Linked DNA regions of Lactuca sativa: region 1 is linked to region 2. A link is a contact called in public Hi-C data. All regions are on one chromosome and are shown on one strand. Each heading gives the region's core, a stretch centred on a gene start, on an enhancer-like site or on the middle of the called end of the contact. The rest is flanking DNA. Distances are from core to core; before and after follow the strand shown. Region 1 holds the start of LOC111878034 (protein EI24 homolog). Region 2 holds the start of LOC111878038.

Region 1 (5,131 bases), core at 2,233-4,732, 210 kb after region 2:
ACATCAAGTCCCACATGGGTGTTTCCCCATTTAATAAGCAGACCTAATCCTGGAACTCAATCGACTGTAAGGGGTGGTGGGATGTTAGTAGAAATTAAAGGCGGTAAATAATCTATGCATGTGTGTCATCGAATCAATTCAGGATTTACTCAACGGGTTCACTCACCCGCTTACTTGGCAAGTGACTAGACAGAAAACCTACTAAAATGGATAAAAGGACTTTCCAATTGGTAAAACATAAGTTCGTGCCCTTAAAATGCAAAAAATACTCACGATGACCATTTAAACCATTATATGAAAGTTTGTTTGGCTACAGTGACAATAACTCTCTTTAATAAATAAATAAATAAATAAAACACACACTATGATTCACTTGATTAGAACCCAACATTATTGAATGATGTTCAAAATGAAGATGCCAAGAGTTAATCGCAAACAAAGACGTTGTGGTTTCATGCATACACGTACAGTTCTAGCTTCATTTTTACAATAAATACCCCCTGTATTATAAGTGAAAAACGAAACTCCAAAGTTGCGTGTTTGAGTGTGTGCTTAGAAGAACTAATAAAAAAAGTGAAAACCCAATGATTTTTTTTTTTTCTTGGAATCCTAGAAAAATGAATTAATGAACATATAAAAAACTTGAAAATACACACAAACTAATTAATTTAATGATTGCAGCCATAAAACAAGTAAAATTGATCTTTGTACAATGTAACTTTCCAAGTACTAGTCAGGATCAGCGTGTTGGTTTCAAAGTGCTTTCTTGTCGGATGTTTGTCCATGAGATTCCACAGGAAGAAGAGATAAGATTCGCATCCTGTTGAAAAAAAAAACATTGATTATTTAAGACAAATTTTAGCGTAACATATATACATATAATTTTTTTAGAAAGAAGTAGATTTCTTACAATAACTTATCCGCAACATAAAATATAGGAAGCTTTCCCAATTCTTGACCCCTCCATTTTGTTTTTTGAGAGTTGACCACGCTCTCAGCATCTGAGCCTGCTGCAGTCAGAACAAACTGAGACACAAACAATTAGTGTGATTAACAAAATAAATATCCTGAAACTTATGATTTTGTAATAGTATGAGTTTGATTAAAGGTTTTTGAGCATTTACCATTGGAAAGAGTACAGCCATTACACCATAACTTACTAAAGGAGAAAAAAAGAAAATAGCCAGAACGCAAGGAGATCCTGAAAGTACATTATTCATACTTAAAATAATCGACATTCACATGCAGAATATAGTTAAGTGGATAAAATGATGCCCTTTAGAATAATTGAGACAAATCAAATGTAAAAGTGTGAAAGAAAATGAAAAAAAAAAATCACCAAAACCAGCAAAGAATGCCCAGTTTGACTCAAAGAAGTCAAGCCTTTTATCCAAACTCAAACCAGAGAAGTTCCATTTGTACCTATAAAAAAATTAAATGAGAAGCCACAAAATAAAAAACAGGAGCCATGTCATCGCCACTTACTCAAAGCAGTAGTAGGCATACATCCATGAAAGAAGTATGAAATTGAGTGCCTTCCCAATATAAGGCACCAAACCCGTGAGGTAAACCTGTTATATAATATATCTATATTATTACCATAAAAGGAAAATAAAATATGATATATATGTATATACCTCGAGAAAGAAAAAGGTCAGTAGGAGGAGTGAATAGCCTTGTTCTGCTATTCCTATCATGACCCTGAAAATAAGTATATGATGTTACTTATGGTTATGGCAACTAAATTAGCAGCTCCAAAAAAATTTTTTTTTTTTTACCTGCCAAGGTCAGTTGGTTTATCAACATGTGTATGTCTGTGTGTTGTATTTTCTGAAGTTGATGCCTCTTTTTTGTTATTGTTAGATGGAGTTGCATTGGTTGATCCAGGTGTTTCAGTCACTGTAAGACCAAACTGAGCAATATCATTGTACCTAGATATAAGCATGTTATTTATTATGTATGCAGGTGGCAAATGCTGTATTTAAGACTCATTATAAATAAATATGTACCATATAGTGCTTAAAATGAAGCTGAATATGTACAAAGGGTAGAACCATAGACCCTGTTCACAACCAAAATCATATCAATTCATGGCATTGGCAGCATTTCAAAATCACAAAACATCAACTTCAAAAGACAGAAAAGTCAAACAAGTCAACCGATAAGGGAGTCCATAGTCAACTCTCTCAAGTAGATGGGGTTCACCAGGTACAAGGGAGATGTAGAGACTTAAGCACAAACATATTTAGCATTTTGAGATTGTAGGCATCATGGCAACTCACATTTCAAGAATTAATTCTCAATGATTGTTAAAGTAGGCATCTTTAGATCAAATCTGCACACATAAATTAACCAAGTTTCCTATTGTATACTCACATAAATAAGTTGTAAGAGTCCAAGTCGTAAGAAGGCATACAATCTTATAGGCATATGCGATAAGCATAGATCTTGATCACCACCTGAGACTCCAAAGGGTAATATCCATTGTAGTGTTGGAATGATAAGAGATCTTAGAATGAAAATACTGCAAATAATACAAGTTTTGATCACCATAGAGAGTATAAGGTCGAATGAGAATTGCAACTAAGTAACAGTTGAACATTATGCATCAAGATACTAATAAAGAAATAATTTATTTTTAGGGCTAAATGCCACAAATAGTATTGTACTTTCCTTTATTTGTTTATTGTAGCATCTTAATTTCATTTGTTTCGATTACAGCATTGTACTTAAACTTTTTCCCATTACTGCATTCTACTTTGAAAAAATTACCCAATTATAGGATTGTACTTTGATACTAGATTACTAGGTTATAGCAGTGAAAATTGCTTTGTAGTTGGATGACATTGCTATGATTATTTAAGTACTGTGAATTCTACACGATTATAGATTCAAACCTAAACAGTTTTGAGGTTCAAATTTGGCATAGATTTCCGCAATCGTAATGTTCCTTATATAATTAGACACAATTATCAATGTGATCTACGCAGACAAACTAATTCTAGTCAATTTTGAAGTTAAAAACGTTAACTAACGACCTCCAAATATCCAATAGTAACTCTTTCAGGAACAAAGGTAGGATCGTTTTACTTCAATCAACTCAAATTTATAATAGTTATAAGTATTCGAATCATCAGCAGAAATTAACAGAGCAAGATATTACCTCCCTAAAAAGATAAAACCGTTTAAGAGAAAGCACTGTCCGGTTCGAATCATCAGTTGCCTCGACCTTCAGAAGCGAATAAAACAATTAAAACAAAAGGTCGAAATTGAAGAAGCAACTTGTGTAAAAGTGGAAAAAATTGGAGAACCTGAGACAGTAGATGACGACTCTGTGGAGACAGCAAGCTTCTCGAAAACCTTCGACCCACAACACCGATGCTTGCTTTAGCTTCGTGAGGTAGCCTCTGATCAAGGGGCCGATGTTTTCCATTACTGAATTTACTTTTTGTTTCGTGCGCGTGAGAGAGACGAAATTGATTCCTCCAGCACCAGCGGGTTACGTTTCATATGCCGAACTTTTAATGACTTGGTCCCTATAGTCTATCGTTTGTAACAAGTTTAGTCCCTAAATGAAAATTTTAATGTATTGGTCCCTGTAGTATATCATCTGTAGTAGGTCAAAACACACAAATTCTAGCCCCATCGACAAGACGACAACGAAGAATAAAGAATTCGATGATCACCAAATTAAGCCATTCAAATTTTTCCTTTCGCCAAAATTGCAAATCTGTCCCTCATCTCTGGGGAATTTATATTTAACCCCTGACATTCATAACTTTCAAAATTTTGTTGTCTCAAATCCAAAACTTAAATTTCGATTGCATTTTTTGTTCCTTTTGTTTATAGATATTGCATATAACAACCAGGTTCAACATGTATAATCTTTCTTTAACATTGTTACTCATGGTAACTGATCCTTACAAATATATAAAAATCCATCAATATGTAACTTACTCAAATAATATTATAACTTTTTGCAATATAATACTTATAAATTTTATTATTATAAATATGGTCTTGTTATTATGATATGATTTTTTTTAGCAAACTTGATAGCTTACATACATCAAGGTCAACAGAAATGTCACTTATGAACACCATACATATTACATGATAGAAAAGAAGGTGCATTTTCTATAATCAATATGTTGAATTTATATAACTGATATAATTAACTAACAAACATAATAAAGTTAACAATTTCCCCCTAGCTAATGAAAAGGCCAAGAGTAAAAATACAATGTGCTTTGCTAAAAAAAACACATCATGTTAACCTCATGTTCATATTACTCGTCCTCAAAGGGATGCCTTCATTACACATACCATCTTCCTCATCCATGTGCTTGGAGACTTTCACTGACCTGTCATTGATACACAAGATGTAATTGTTTTACACATACAGAGTGTCAGAGTGATATGACTGATGTCAATGGGACAAAAACTGCAACTTTTGCTATCTCGCCCAGAAAGGTGGGACAGGGACTCACTCTCAATGCAAAAGACAAAAGACATGAATGCCTCGTCATTTGTATATTAAAAATAGCAATAGAAAGTTTGTCCAGTCATGTGCCATAAAACTTTGTATTAGAAAGAATATGATGGTGATGAAAAGGTAAAAAAGCATACCAGCAACCATGTCTTTGGTTTTATGAAGAAGGTTCTAGCTGTGTTAAAGGTGTCAAGAGCCTATAGTCAATATTGCACCCAAAGAACATGCACTCAGTATGGATGTTTTCTTTGACTTAATGTAAAAAGAACAACTTAATAAAATACCTTGTTCAAATAATTCATGTGAGTAATGATACAAAGCAGAACAAAGAAGGTAAAAGCCCATGTTTAAGGATAAACTAATTGATTTGTTCCTGAAAAAGTAAGCTTCAAAGCAATACCAAGACCTTTAACACTCATTACCTGTGAAACAAACAAAAAAAAAACCCTTTTATATATTCAGACACAAAGATCAAGAGAATAAATTAAAAAAAGAAATAAGAAAGCTACATACCGACAAAGAACCTACTAGAGAACAAACTCCAATGTAGCACATTACATGTGTATGACCATATAACGGGATATAACATAAGACAAGTATAAAAACAACTACTAACACCAGCACCCCATATAAAATAAA
Region 2 (4,468 bases), core at 1,967-4,466:
GGCGTTGTTTTAAGAGATCGGTTTGTAGGATCAGTAGTAAACTCCAGATTTTTCAATTTCTTTTTTTGGCTGAGTTTTGTTCTTCTGCAAGACTCCTAATTCACAATGATTATCATAGTGTAGCCCTTTCAACTTTCCCCCTATTTAGTTTTCAACTAATGTTAACCAAACCGGAGATTCTCTAATGCCTCCGATTTGAGCACAATCACGCTAAGCTTGTGTCATGCGATCAACTTCCTTCAATTGAGGAGATTTAAGGTTTTTTTTTTTTTTTTTTTTTTTTTTTTTTTTTTTTTTTTTGGTTATTGTAGCCTGAAGATGCCGACAAGTAGAACCCAAATTTATTGAGTTATCAACTCTAGCCAACATAAGCATATCATGTTATGGCTTGTCCCTAAAGAATGCATAAGAGATTATGTCACATTTTGACTTTTTAACAATAACAAAAATGTAGTTCATTCCTTCATTTGTGAAGATAGAATTACAACCGAGACTAACAAACTAACAAATTAAAAAAAAAGAGTAAATTACACGAATGGTTCCTACGGTTTGGGGCAATTTGCGTGTTTGGTTCCTAATTTATTTTTTAACTCATAAGGTCCCTACTATTTGATTTTGTTACGCACTTGGTCCCTACTATTTGTTTTTGTTATGCATTTGGTCATTGTCTTACCTAAAAAAACTATTATTTTAATAAGGAACATTGGTGGGGTGGGTAAGATAAGGTGAGGGATGGTAGGGTTCAGGTCCTGTTCAGACGGTGGGCAACCCGGGAGACCGCCCAGAGCCCACGACTCCAAGGGGCCCAAAATTTATAGGCTATGTAGTTTATATATATATAAAAAATTATTACCTAAATGATTTTTAGGGCCTAAAGTTGGTTGAAACTCAAATTAGCTCAAAAGATAAATAACTTAGTTTGCTTGTCAGTGCTAATTGAACACGTCTATATTATAGAGTAAATGATATGTTTTTTTTAATCTTTATTATATTTGTCTTCGAGGGGCCATTTTTTTCTTTTTGCCCCGGGCCACATATATGTTTGGAACAACCCTAGTAGGGTTGGAATGTGTTTATTTAAATAAATTAAAAAATCAAGAAAAAATAGTCTTTTTAGATAAGACAGGGACCAAATGCGTAACAAAAACAAACATTAGGGACCTACCGAGTTAAAAAAAATAAACTAAGAACCAAATGCATAAATTACCCTAAACCATAGGGACCATTCGTGTAATTTACTCAAAAAAAAAATCAAATTATACACATATATAACAAATATCGAGGAACACATGTGAACAACACCTTCGATCATATGAATTTGCACTACTCAAATACCTATGAACTTGCATGTCAAATTGTTCACATCAAGGCATTATTCACTTCATCGTGAAAAAAACCCTCCAATATAGTTTCCCTTCAGGCCCTCATACACTCATTGCAATTGATGAACTTGGTCTTTTTCTAGACTTTTTTTCTTGAGCCAGTCTTTGTGGAAGATCTTATTTTTACGTTATACATTACAATTTGATGTTGATCAAGACGTATCAGTCAACTTTGACTATCTAATTGGTTATAATTTTTGTAGGTGCAAACCCAATAATTATAAAGAAAAAAATCGTAAACATAAAAACAAAACAATATCATTGTGACCACGTGTAGCTAAACACAAAATCACAAAGAGACTAAAATCCGTATCTTTATATGTGCTCTACCTATTCGAAATGTGCCATATGTTTTATGAGGCTTCCTGCAGTCTGCAACGGTAGATTTCGAGTTGAATAGATGAATCCATGTCAAGGTAAAATGGTAAATGAATCATTTAGGCTATGCATAGGATTTTTTTAGCAGAAGAAATGAATTTTCTGAGATCAAGAAGACTTAAGACTTGAATGTAATAAAAATCGGAATAAGATTCATCCTAGTCAAATCCTAAAATCTTAGTACACAAAATCAGAATTGGTCCTACTATGATTATTAAAAAAAAAAAAAAAAAAAAACTTAAGATCTAAGATATCGAGAATCTAACAACGATGGTTGGAGCTATGCATATAACTCTCATAGTTCTTTGAAAGTTCGATACGTTTCCAATTAATCTAACATCTTGTCAACCCACTAAAATGCTTTTTTCCTCTCTATTCAACTTAGCTTTTGTCTTTTCAACCGTAAACAAATCTAATCAATCATATTCATATAATACCACTGATATTTCATTATGTTCATAAGCTCGTCTCATATTTACAATGCCTTCAAAATACCAAACGCAATAAACTTAAAAGTAAAACAGCAACAATAACCATCGTACAAACTTCAATGCATAAATAATAACATAACACGACACTAACAACAACTTCAACTTCAAGTGGAAGTTGCAGCGGCAGAGGTTTTGGGCTTCTTGACTATCAAGACCGGACACTTGGCGTTTTGCGCACAGTGATTACTCACACTTCCAAGAAATGCCCTGCCAATTTCAATGCATCCAATTCCATCACTTTTCAATTTTCATATATTTCATAAACATAAATCATCGATCCACAATAGAAAGTTAGAAACACAACTGACCTCTTAATCAATCCGTATCCATGGCTGCCCAACACCACCATGTCCACACCCATTTTCTCCGCCGCACTGCAGATCACATCCCTCGGATCACCCTGTTCCACCCTCGTCTCCACCTTCACCTACAACACAACTCGAATAATCAACATAAAATACGATCATATATACTCTTTAGAGAGAATTGAAAGAGAGTTTAATTTCTCACATCTTGAAGATCTTTGCAAAGCTTTTTGGCCTTTTCCATCACGGATTCAGCTACCTGGTTCCTGTAGTTATCCATGGTGGCAATTATATCCGGCGAAAACAAATACCCTGATCCATCGAGAGCTGTGTAGACGACTTGCGGTGGTTTGACGTAGAGGAGGACGAGGGTGTCTTTCGAATTCTCGGCGACGACGTTTTTCAGGCACCACGACAGCGCGTACGTGCTCTCCTCGCCTTCGTCCACCGCCACCAGTATCTTCCGTTCCTTGGTTGTCATCGATCGAGATATCAACTCCTGCTGCAGTTACTAAATCTAGCTAGTTGTGTGATTTGAGTATGGAGAATGGAGGATTGGATCCATATTATATTGGGTTGTATTTACAGGTGTCGTGAACAAGAGTGAAAGATGTTTGCGGCGGTTTCTGGTATTGATGGCGTTACCTGATTTGGGTCCATAGTTTTCTTTTCACCCTGTTTTCCATCTCTATCCTTTGTTGTTTTTTCTATACATAGAAACTCATATATTCAGCAAAGTCGCTTGACTCCATGCGTGCGCGCGTTGAAACTTGAAAGTGTAATATTACACTTTTAGTCCCTATACTTTTTCCCTATTCAATAATCTACCCTATTTATTAATATTTCTATATTACGCCCTCAGATTTCATAAATTTGCATTTTAGATTTACATTTTAAGATTATATTATCCTGTTTATTAATATTTCTGTATTATCCTCTTTCCTCTTTAAATTCTCTAATTTTCAACTACGGTTAATACTGCGATTATCATTACTCCTCTATGATTGGTACTCAAACCTACAACCACATTGTCGATGCACCTCACCTTTGTTTGTCATTGCTATTGCAACATTACCATCTCTGTCTCCTACTCTTAGTCCACCCTTCTTACTAACACATCAATGTTGTTTCCCCTATTTCTTTATTACTGTTTCGACATTAGGTCATATTTAAATATATTTATTCTTTTATGTGATGTTAGGAAAAATATCACAACATGAGTTACAATCATAATGACCAATTAGTTGCGAGGTTATATGATTTTAGTGAACCACACTATGTCCATATTTTACCAAATTTAGACAATATATATAAGGCAAACACACTATCTCCATATTTTACCAAATTTAGCCAATGTATATAAGGCAAACACACTGAAAGTGGAGCCAACGAATCAAAATGGAAACTTATTACTTTTAGTTCTACTGTTACGTGTTAATTTTCGAATAAAGTTGGGCCCAACCCAAAGGATTGTTTGCTCAAAGTGTAAGCCCTCTACTGGTAGTTTTCATATGAGGAATGGGTTCCATTTAAAAGAGTTGAGAGTTTAAAATTTTATACCTTAGACAAAACACAAAAAGAAAAAGTCCAAAATCTAAATATCATTATATTAAAAGATAAAGAATGAAAGTGAAGAAAATATATTGGTTAAAGACGCTAAAAGGGAGGGTACAACATATAATTACCATCCTATATTCTGGTTAAATAAGTTGAGTTGTGAAAATTGTAGGTTTAATATAAGGTTTAAGATGAAGAAGACAAATAATAAGTTTAGGATTTTTATTGAATAAGTGGTGTTTGGATAAATTTTTTTTATGTTATTAGCTTATTGCGGTGGGAATAAACATTTTTTTAAAATGTGTTTGGATTAGCTTATTGCGGTGGGAATAAGCAATAAACAATAAACATTTGA

Evidence for each region. A called contact is a pair of places that touch in the nucleus more often than the background predicts.
Region 1: a Hi-C map of leaf shows a contact between it and region 2, with 6 times the contacts expected there. The contact joins the promoter of LOC111878034 here to the promoter of LOC111878038 in region 2. A contact is called at or near these places in 3 of 4 Hi-C or Micro-C datasets (bud and leaf).

The regions. Positions count from the first base shown.
Region 1 is chr5:247,506,329-247,511,459 of Lsat_Salinas_v11, forward strand. LOC111878034 (protein EI24 homolog) reads right to left here and starts at 3,483. Exons shown (of 11, transcript XM_023874550.3): 1 at 3,312-3,483; 2 at 3,164-3,229; 3 at 2,377-2,524; 4 at 2,010-2,062; 5 at 1,779-1,931; 6 at 1,638-1,701; 7 at 1,486-1,571; 8 at 1,340-1,422; 9 at 1,125-1,201; 10 at 911-1,026; 11 at 575-820. The coding sequence starts at 3,433. The coding sequence ends at 754. It also overlaps the pseudogene LOC111877970.
Region 2 is chr5:247,295,732-247,300,199 of Lsat_Salinas_v11, forward strand. It overlaps LOC111878038, which reads right to left and starts at 3,217. Exons shown (of 3, transcript XM_023874555.3): 1 at 2,762-3,217; 2 at 2,560-2,678; 3 at 2,186-2,458. The coding sequence starts at 3,037. The coding sequence ends at 2,356.